Linked DNA regions of Zea mays: regions 2 and 3 are each linked to region 1. A link is a contact called in public Hi-C data. All regions are on one chromosome and are shown on one strand. Each heading gives the region's core, a stretch centred on a gene start, on an enhancer-like site or on the middle of the called end of the contact. The rest is flanking DNA. Distances are from core to core; before and after follow the strand shown. Region 1 holds the start of LOC103637334. Region 2 holds the start of LOC542001 (legumain-like protease). Region 3 holds the start of LOC100193312.

Evidence for each region. A called contact is a pair of places that touch in the nucleus more often than the background predicts.
Region 2: a Hi-C map of endosperm shows a contact between it and region 1, with 2.8 times the contacts expected there. The contact joins the promoter of LOC542001 here to the promoter of LOC103637334 in region 1. A contact is called at or near these places in 2 of 25 Hi-C or Micro-C datasets (bundle sheath and endosperm).
Region 3: a contact with region 1 is called in a Hi-C map of ear, with 2.3 times the contacts expected there. The contact joins the promoter of LOC100193312 here to the promoter of LOC103637334 in region 1. A contact is called at or near these places in 4 of 25 Hi-C or Micro-C datasets (bundle sheath, ear, endosperm and 1 more).

What each region holds. Positions count from the first base shown.
Region 1 is chr8:140,902,383-140,905,952 of Zm-B73-REFERENCE-NAM-5.0, forward strand. It overlaps LOC103637334, which reads left to right and starts at 1,701. Exons shown (of 3, transcript XM_008659553.4): 1 at 1,701-2,258; 2 at 3,180-3,570. The coding sequence starts at 2,053.
Region 2 is chr8:141,379,701-141,383,270 of Zm-B73-REFERENCE-NAM-5.0, forward strand. It overlaps LOC542001 (legumain-like protease), which reads left to right and starts at 1,565. Exons shown (of 9, transcript NM_001254787.1): 1 at 1,565-1,795. The coding sequence starts at 1,595.
Region 3 is chr8:141,162,555-141,166,124 of Zm-B73-REFERENCE-NAM-5.0, forward strand. LOC100193312 reads left to right here and starts at 1,535. Exons shown (of 7, transcript NM_001346832.1): 1 at 1,535-1,698; 2 at 1,809-1,870; 3 at 2,002-2,085; 4 at 2,435-2,489; 5 at 3,124-3,259; 6 at 3,440-3,490. The coding sequence starts at 1,611.

The sequences.
Region 1 (3,570 bases), core at 451-2,950:
TACATTTAAATAGTAAAAATACTAAAATTATGCATAAATAGAAATTCAAGTCATGTTTGTTGACTCTAAACCCACATTCACACTCATCTAACTAACAACCAATATAATACAAATTTAGTTTTGTTTTATATTTTATACTTAAGAATAAATAGAAATTATAACTACGTGTTGAACACTTTGCTAGTATTTTCTAAAATCATTCTTTCCTAGCTCAACATAGAGCACGATTCTACGTACAAAGATAAAAAGTCCAGTTTTCCTAGCTCAATATAGATACATTTTTACTAATATTTAAATAATAAATATATATTTTAAATGTATATTTATTTTATAAAAATATTGTAATATTAATATTTTTACGATTCTTTTATAAAGTACATTTGATCTTCCTATAGTATCATGAAAGTTCAATTTATCATTTTTGGGCTCATAGTTGATGTAGTGCTACATAGAATGGCTAATGTAGCGTCGCAGTTGTTGAGTAAGGGGGTATTTGGTTACCTGACCAAAGTTCAGTACACGTCATACCAATTACGAGTATTTCTAATTACAAAACTAATTATATAGTTAATTTATTAAACCTAATTAACACATAATTAACGAATGTTTTTGTTGTAGCATTGTATGAGTCAATCATGAATTTGTTAAGTTTAATAGACTCGTCTTATCGTTTAGTCCTTACTTTTATAATTGATTTTGTAATTAGATTATAATTAATATTTGTAACTAATGTTCAAATATCTAATATGATGGGATAAAATTTTATAGTGTATTAGGTTGTGGGACAGCTGGAACAGTTAGGGACAGCTATGTCCCTTGTCGTCCTCTCTCGTCTATTCAATTTTGACGGACAACCGGGAACAGACTGAGATGGTCGTGTTCCAAATCCTGATCCTCAACCAAATAGCCTTATCTAAAAGATCATCCTATCTCGTCCCGTCTTGTCATTACAACCAAACACAAGTCTTTATCTAAATGAGCGTAAGACGCTAAATCGCTAAATCAGACATCATACGGTTTTATAACTGAGGAGGTAAATTGGAGTCGCAGAGCCGAAGAAGGTCACGTAGACTTTTTCCACCGTGATCAGAGATGAAAACGAATAGGAAAAATCCTGGTTCATCTGGTACCGTGTTCCATTTTTATTCGGATAATTTTCATCGGGAAAAACAGAAACGTGATGGAAACAGGATGGCATATTGCGGGAACGGGAACGAAACCGATTCAGTGTTTTTCCGACAGTATTTCCGAAATCCACTTTTTACTGGGATATTCCCGTGTTCCCCATTTTCAGAATCCCGTTTTAGGTAGCAAAAAAATAAAAATACAAAAAAATACTAGCTTAGTCGTAACCTCTATGGCATGCTTGCGTAATATTTGATGCTATTATATTAACATGTTACAACTGTACATGATATTCCGTCTTATCTTATGTATCCACAAGTTTAGGGTCGATTATTGAAGAATGTTGATGAACAAAGTTTAGATTTAGAGTTTTTGTTGCATATCCATTCGTTTTAATCTGTTTTGTGTAACTGTATATCCTGTAACCGTTTTCGTTTTCGGCTAAACTGTCCTCGCTCCCGTTTTCGATAAAAAAATATGGTAACGAAAACGTGAGAGATTTTCTATACCGTTTCTGTCTGTTTTCATTCTAACCGTGACGTACTGATACTGTCTTTGAAAATGGGCTTTGGGTCCTCTCGGAGCCCATTTGCTCCATCGTGAGCACCCAAAACGGCCCAACGCACACCCCTGTGCCCCCAATCCCTTCTTCCTCCTTCCCGGGACCCTGCCCCCTCCGCTCCTTCCACCTCTTCTCCCCACCTGCACACTGAGAACCACCGCCTCCAGGAGGCAGCCGTCGCCGCTACCCGGGCTCGCAGAGCCATCTCCTACAAGCCGTTTCTCGGTTCCTAAGGCTCTTCCTGATCTCTTGGACAAGAAAAAGGAGGTTTATTGACTTTAGTTGGGGGAGGAGCGAGAGGAGAGGCGATGGTGGTGGTGGTGGTGGTGGTGGTGGTGAGATAGGGGTTGCATACATACAGGGTGATGGGGAGCTGCGCGGGAGAGGAGTGGCCCGGCGGCGTGACGGGGCCGGACGCCGAGGTCGGAGCGCTCGTCTGGGTGCGCCGCCGTAACGGATCCTGGTGGCCTGGCCGGATCCTCGGCATGGGCGAGCTTCCCGAGAACATCGTCATCCCGCCGCGCTCTGCCGGCACACCTATCAAGCTCCTCGGCCGCCCAGACGGCAGCATGTCCGTACAAACCCTCGCTCTACCCCTGTTGCTCTCTGTAATCAATTTGTTATGCTCCTTGTTCATGCGTTGATTCTTCTGGCTTCTGATGATCTGTTGCCGCTACTTTTTCTCCTTGGTCTAATGGTCATTGCATAACTCTCTCATGTTGTGTTCACTCTCAAGTCAAGCAAGGAACCGTTTTTTGGGTGAAACTTTTGATTTAGGTACAATGAGAAATTGAGAAATTCAAAAAGGAGGGTACTATGTATGCTGGATTGATCTTAGGGCCTCGGAAGTGTATAGCTAACTCAATCTAATTATTATCACTGAAATATATATGTTTTTTTTGGATGTTTGCATCCATATCTAAATAGGGGTGCTTACCCTTACCTCTAGATGTTGTTCTTGTTACACATGGTGGCAGCATCAATTGAACGTATCTCTCAGCCCCCTGTTGCCTGAACCTAGAGAGTAATATAGGTATCATAAGTAACCCTTAGGTGATAAGGAGAAGCTTACGTTTCTATGCATGTTTTTTTTGTTGGGGGGGGGGGGGGGGGGGGGGGGGCGGCAAACAAATTCATGCATTTCTTAAAGCTAAGACATAGATTAAAATTGCATGCACAGAGACTTGTCTATTTTTTTGGTGTATGTTTGATCTAGGAACATACTCTCCAAGTCTTTCTGTAGTTTAGAAATTGTGCTAATACTAAGAAAATATTACCCTATATGAAGTTGGATTTGAAATTTTTATTCATTCTGGTGAGCTGATCATTTGAAGTTGTATGCATGTTTTAGGCTTCAGTATTCGCTTTTAACTTCCCAAACAAGTGCATAGATTAATGTTTATCACACTTCCGTTGCATTTTCAGATATTTTCTGTCTGTAGCACTGAACATCATCAGTCTATCTTACTTGCTGTGTTGGACTTTGCCACAGTGACTGGTATAATCTTGAGAAATCTAAACGTGTGAAGTCATTTCGTTGTGGAGAATATGATGAATGTATAGAAAAAGCCAAGGCTCTAGTTCGCCGGCAAAAGAAGACACATACTGAAGGGAGATATGTTCGCAGAGAGGATGCCATTATGCATGCCCTTGAAATCGAAAGGTCTCATTTTCCAAATAACTGTGATGATCTTGAAGAGGACGCGGACAATGATATATGTGCATCCCAGAATATATGTTCTGCAAAGTCTATAAATATAAATGGGCTCAGCAAAAAATCTCGTGGTGCAAGGAGTTTGTATGATATAGAAATAAATTCAGCTCAAGAGTTGTCTCAAACATTGACACTGTATAAACAGCCACAAAATTTATCCTCTTCAAGC
Region 2 (3,570 bases), core at 315-2,814, 480 kb after region 1:
ACATCACATGAACAGGGCGCCAAAACCTCTCCGACTGCCACGACGGCATGTACTTAGGGCTCTGGCTCCTCTCTGCTAGACACGTTAGCACATTGCTACACCCCCCATTGTACACCTGAGCCCTCTCCTTACTTGTATAAAAGGAAGGCCCAGGGCTCTCGTACGGGAAGGTTGGCCGCGCGGGAGAACGGGCTGGCGGACAGTCTCTCTCTTTCTCTCTCTCTCCCTCGTGAACGCTTGTAACCCCCTACTGCAAGCGCACCCGACCTGGGCGCAGGACAACACGGAGGCCGCGAGTTCCCCTTTTGCTGTTTTTCCCCACTTTGTGCTCCGTCTCGCGCCGACCCATCTGGGCTGGGACACACAGCGACAATTTACTCGTCGGTCCAGGGACCCCCCGGGGTCGAAACGCCGACAAGCAACGTCCTCTAAACGGTCCTCTAAATTTAGAGAACGCTGCTGGATTCTCTATATATAGAGTTTCTCTAAACAGTTCTCTATCCATTTGAATACTTTAAATAACCGGTTTAGCAAAACTAAAACATGTACAATACATTTAAGAGTATGACAAATACGTAGGTATAAAAATAAAAAAATAAAAAATGTCTCTAATATAGGTATTTGCATATAGAGGACGTGATTTAGAGAACGTTGTTGGAGGGGGAGGAGATATAGAAGATAAAATTATTTAGAGAAGACTGTAAATGACGGATATAGAGGATAGATACAGAGGACGTTGCTGTAGGCAGTAACTGGCGGTAGGTAGACTCCGATGATCCGTACGGGCTGTGCAGCAGCGGCCACAGGCCAGAGTCCTGGGCTGGGCTGGACCCCTTGTGTGCCGCTGGTGGTCCTCGTCAGTCCACGGAGCAGAGAGAGAGGCCCACTCGCCCGTCTGGCGTAGGGTAGGGCGGCAGGCAGGTATGCACATAACGGAACTCACAACTCACACCACAAGGACGACCGTGGAATGGGTGTAACCAACAAATCTAGGACGAACAAACGAAACCCAGTTCTCTCTCTTTTTGCCACTTCAATTTTTCATCCAGCTTTCTATCAGGCCTGATCTAACTACTTTATATATATATATATATATATATATATATATATATATATATATATATATATATATATATATATATATATATATAATGAGAAGCCAGATATGACTGCCTTGACTGCAGATAACAAAATGGCTGCTTTGACAAGTGCCGAACGGCAAACGAAACAACAGAAATGTAGGCTGTATAGTGTATAGCAACCAAAATCCAAAATAGCTGTCCATGTTGGTTATGAGACACCAGTTACACATGACGGTCGGTAGCCATGACCACATGTATCATCCAAATGTTCGGTTTCAAATTCGTAGACGTAGAGCCACTAAAAATAAGAGAGTGCATTTGGATACGAAGCGTCACCTCCCGCCGGGCCCCACTTCGTGGGCCCAACGCGAACACTACGGCCCACGATAAAAGGAGACGTTGGATGCTTTCCTCCTCCCGGACCCCAACCAAAACCCCTTCTTGATCTTGACTTCTTCCCAACCGACTCCCAGTTCCACTCTCGCTTCCTTCCCTCCCTCCCTCCCACGCAAATGGTGGCCGCTCGCCTCCGCCTCTCGCTGCTACTCTCCGTCTGCCTCTCCTCCGCGTGGGCGCGCCCACGCCTCGAGCCGGCCATCCGCCTGCCGTCGCAGCGCGCCGCGGCGGCCGACGAAACGGACGACGGCGACGTCGGGACCCGCTGGGCTGTGCTCATCGCCGGCTCCAGCGGCTACTACAACTACCGCCACCAGGTCCGCGGCGGCCCCGTTCCGCTCCTCTCCGTAAATCGAACAGGGTCTCGCGCCGCACATGCTGCATCATCCGCTTGGCTGCTTACTCGATTCCCTTCCGTTCGCGCAATTTGGTTTCCTTGCTCATGATTGTGCCTTTGAAATCGTCTATGCGGGCAACCTGTAGAACCTGATTCCGACCATGCCCAATATACTATTTGGTTTCTACGAATTTAACACTTGATATGACAGCTAATCGTCCCCAATTAAAGTTAAAGCTACAAAGATTATTTTACCATGCCCGTTCCGTGACGGGAGGGAGCACTGCCGTAGCGCTTTCAAGCCGGCCCAGGAATTTAATAAAGCAAAACTTTAAGTTTTTGTCCATCCCACCACCTGCACCGCCCGATAATAGTAGTAATATGGAACGTATGAACTAGATTCGGTTCTCTTGTTCTTGGCTTACCGTTTTCTCGAGATGGGAAACTGAAGGTGAGGTAGGTGACGAAACTTCTCTGACGTTTAGGGGCCTACACGTCACCATCAGGGCGGGCTTGGTGGATAGGAAAATGAAAAGATCTATAGGAAAGGTTTATCTTGCTATTAAATTTTGAATAACAAGAAGATCCCTCCCCATAAATTCCCTCCATTTCTCTGTCCACTAAACCAAGCTCTCAGTGTAGCGGGCAGCAGGGGATCAGCACTCACCGATAAGGCCAAATCTATGGTGCCAATATTGTATACCTGCGGCCTGCCTAGAGACACGACAATTTAAATATTCATATTAAGTGGACAAATAGTACATCAAAATACTGTTCTTACTATTTGCTTGATTTCTGATGTATGAGCATCATTCATCATTTGCCTACTCTTTTTATTAACAAAGAAAGGCTAACCACTACTGCATCCGTCTCAAAATAAATCACTTTCTAAAATCCTCTAAAGCTAAATAATCTTAAGTTTAATCATTTCCTAATAAAGTTGGCTAACCTAAAATATTTTGTCTTTATTAAATCTGAGACGGAGAGAGAGTAGTATATAGAAGTACCTTTTGTTAGAGGCTTAGACAAGCTCTTTTTGCCATGTGCTGGATTTCTGATTGTATGCGCATCATTCATTTTCCTTGTATCGTTAGCGTGTGATTTTCCTCCCTTCATTTGATTACTGTTTTCACTGATAAAGTTAAATTATCTTAAGTTTAAAATTACGGCCTCCATCCCAAAATAAATCCATTTCTAGAATCCTCCGAAGTTGAATTATCTTAAGTTTAATCATTTTCTAGTAAAGTTGAGACGGAGAGAGTAGTTGTCAGGGCCTAAGGAGGCCCACGGAGGGGCTGCGGTAGCAGCAGCCATGGGCCCTCAAGGGGGATTAAATAAGGATAGTTAGAGATAAGATTAGAAGATTAGTTGAGATTATTTAGGAGATTAGTTGAGATTATCTAGGAAGGTTATCAGTTAGTAGTTTATTTAGAGTTTTTAGGAGATAAGAATCTCTAGCTAGATAGGGGCAGTCAACCGGCCTATTTATGTAATCAATGGATGAGAAATAAAGCAGGCAAGAATTAGAAGGGAGAAACCCTCCTCTTGCTCGGCCGTGGGCAGAGGCCCCCGGTCGGTGTTTCTGCCCATTGATACCCCTCTTCAATCCCTCACCGATCTAGCGACCATAACATCTGGTATCGGCTAGCTTGGGTTTCGATCTGATCCCATGGCTCTTGCTGCCAATTTCGCGGCGTCATCCTGGCAATCGGCGTCCCCATCTCTATGGACAACGCCGCATGCCATCTTCGTCAC
Region 3 (3,570 bases), core at 285-2,784, 260 kb after region 1:
AGTTTTGGGTGTATAGTGTGTTCATCGTTTTTTACCACACTATCGAGGAAGAAATAATAGTGTGGCTTTGAATTTAGCACTGTAGCATTGTAGTTAGTTTAGTGTTGGCTCTGGCCTTGGTAGGGTAAAAATGTCAATGGCATGCATTTTTCAAGTTGCAAGCCTATCCATCCTGAGTAACCTTTTACGTAGTCTCAGGAAATAAAACGAAGTATATCAATGCTCAAGCTAAGGAGCTAAAGCAAAGTTTAGTCACTTCAGGTTAGTTACTTTAGGAGGTAAAGGTCCGAATAGAAAAAGTTAAAATTGACCAAAAGTTTTTTTTGTTTTCATTTTAGTTTCTCTTAGCTCACAAGGAGCTAAAATTTAGTTAGTTTAGTTTAGCTCCTTTGATCCAAACTGCCCGAAGAATGCGAATTATATAAATGATTGGACATATACTAAGGATATGTTTGATTGAGTGAAGTAGAATGGAGTAGCTCTATTTTTATTTTCTGGATGTTTTATTTCCAATGAAAGAGGAGCAGAGTGGTTCTTGTAGTCTTCATATGCGAATATATCATAAATAGTTAGGATGATCCGTTCCACCAAAATGCCTAGGCGCAAACGCTCCCTTTCACTTCACACTCATATGATTCTTTAACCCAATAAAAAATGGAGCGGCTTCGCTCTATTCCACTCTTCAAACAAACAAAAAATAGAACGACTTCGTTCTGCACCGCATTGTCCATCGTCAAGTAGGGGGACCTCATGGTCGTCGCCAATGTCGGCGACTCTCGAATTGTTCTGGGTACCGCATCTGACGACAACACCATCACACCGTCCAGCTTATCGCCCACCTGAAGCTCAACCTGCCATATAAGTCGCTACTGACCGACCATGAATTCTTGTGTGCTGGGACGACCACCATTGCTAACGTTGTGTGAGTGTCCTCGAACATGATGTATGCAGAGAAGTAGCGCATCCGGTGGTGCAACGACCAGATGTACTAACTCGCTGATGAGCCCGGGGTGCACTTCGTCTGGCAGCCCAGCCATGAGTCATCGGGACTCGCCATGTTGCACGTGCTCGACGACTACTATATCAAGGATTGTGGCGTTATATCGGCGCCGGAGGTGACGCAGAGGAGGACAAACAACAATGACCAGTTCGTCATCCTCGCCACCGTCCATGTAGCTTTTATGCCGGTCCCCATTCAATTCTCTTCGCAAACACACACTTGCCTTTTTTTAAGCAAGCGCGTACGGTGGTGCGTGCCTGATAACTAACGATGTACGAGAGAACTTCTTCCGATATATGTGGGGTATTGAAGTCTGTATGATACTGATAATTGCAATGTAGTGGTGAAATGACTAGATTAAAATAACAAAATTTATGTATAACGGAATCAAAATGGATTATAAAAACTTTTTTTATAATAGTATACTATATTTTGTATATAAATTATCGTGATATTATATATTTCCATCAATGCACCGGTTATATATTTTCCATTTCGCAATAAGTCACCCAACCAAACAGCGAGCGCAAGGAAGAAAGGTCGAAGCGTCGTCTCTCTCGGCACGGAGCCTAGTGCCCGGCCTCGTGAGATCCGAAATTCAGAAGCGAGGATGGCGACGACCGCGACTAGGCGGTGGTGGAGGCGGCACGACGGCGGCGACGATGACCCAGACGACCTCGTCCCCATGGACACCCAAGGTACGATGCAATTTCACGCGCCCACCTCCCCGTTCCCCTGCCCATCGGGTTTTAGACGCTGCTGACGCCACGAAATCGATTAATTGTTGCTGCGGCAATTCGTTTTGCAGAGCAAGAAGAGCTGGTCCGGTCTCTGGAGGCTAAGCAGGCGCAGCAAGGCCGCCGTTGGAGGGTGCGTTTCAGATTCCCGATTCTTTCCGGCGTTATGGGAGAACTGGAGGAGAGACCTTCCGTGGGCGCAGGGCTCTGGTTTGTGTCTAGATTTGTTGATTTAGTGCTCACATCACCTACTGTTTTGTGCAGCGCGTCTTCGCGGGGTTCCTCCTAGGTTACGTGGCCTTCCTTGTCTACTCCAGTTTCCATCATGCTTGGTCTCCCTGGGAGCTGGTTGGTTTCTTACTCCTGACAACTATTCTTCTGTTTATGACGTTTATGGTCATGTTTTATGCCCAATTGTTGATTACACCTGCCATTAATTGAGGCCCCAAGTTCATTCAGGCACCACACAGTGAGTTCCTTTTACATTGGATTTGGACCATAATATCATGTTATTTTGTCTTGTATACTTACGCTTTCTTGAAAGCTTCCTGATAACTAAAATGCTTGCAATATTGGAAATAGTTAGTCACTGATGTATGCTTGGCACTAGGAAGAATCATTATTATAGGAAGAATCAAGTTTTTCTTATTGGTGTAGTTAATCGATTTGCCTTAAACTGTGCTTCTCAAATTAACAGCGGTACCATGCTTACTTCATGGAAGATTTGCCTGCACCAATGGTCATAATTGCAGGTTTGGTATCTCCTTCAACTATTTAGTTTGAGTTTGCAAAGTTGTAAACAAATCATGTGTTGATGCTTCTAACTGAATTATTTTGGATCTGGTTGTTGTTTAACTACGGTGCTTACTTAGTACTTACAATTTTATTGGCCACCTAAAACAATTGTTAGCTTCTCAATATTATCAGAAGATGTCTTTATAAACCACATATTCATTGTACTGTACAATATTGATGCTCATATAGGGATCTACTTAGCATATTTGTGTGTGCATGCACCATGTTATTCACAATGCTGTATCCTTATCTTAGTTCTTTCAAGACTTCCCTGATCATTTGCATGAAAGGGCCGTTTACTCTCAGCAAATGTTCATGATTACGATTTTATCAGTATCCTAATTGCTGTTAGTTGATAGCTGTAACTTAGGAGTCTGAAAGAGGCTGGGAAAAAATGATACTGGTGACTTACCAGCACCTGGTTGTTAATAACTTATTCCACTTGGATTCCATATTTTGTCCTAGGATTCCGAAATAAAATGGAGAACATGGTGCTCATAGCCTGATTGGCACAAAAGGCATATGTATTAGCCAACTCAAAATAGTTCTCCCAACACTTTGATCTAAAAATACATAAATGTTAAATTGCAGATTGGATAGCTGCTCTAGCATGCCTATTTGCTGTGAAAGGATTACTACAGAATTCAGGCCCATCAAAGAAGTGGATGTGGTATTCTTGCTATGTTGGCATTTTGGTAGCCATCTTTTGGACATACTACATCTTGAGGTATATCGTCTTAGTCAACTTATCTTTTTTTCCCTTCCCATGTCACTCAAATGCTTTGCTAAAATATTAGCATTTCAAAACCATTTGTATCATGTCAGCACTATTCTAGCTGTTGTAGCTACACTAACACACAGCAGCCAGTTCTAGATATGGTATTCCTTCTGACTGTTGGTGTTGTAGGTTGCCAAGAATTCGATGGGATGTTGCATGGCTCCCACTCGGTCCTTTGATGTATGATGTGACTTGAATCTCTCTTAATCTTCTTTCAGCAACTACTCATGAATAGTAGTAGTTAACATACGATTGTCCTG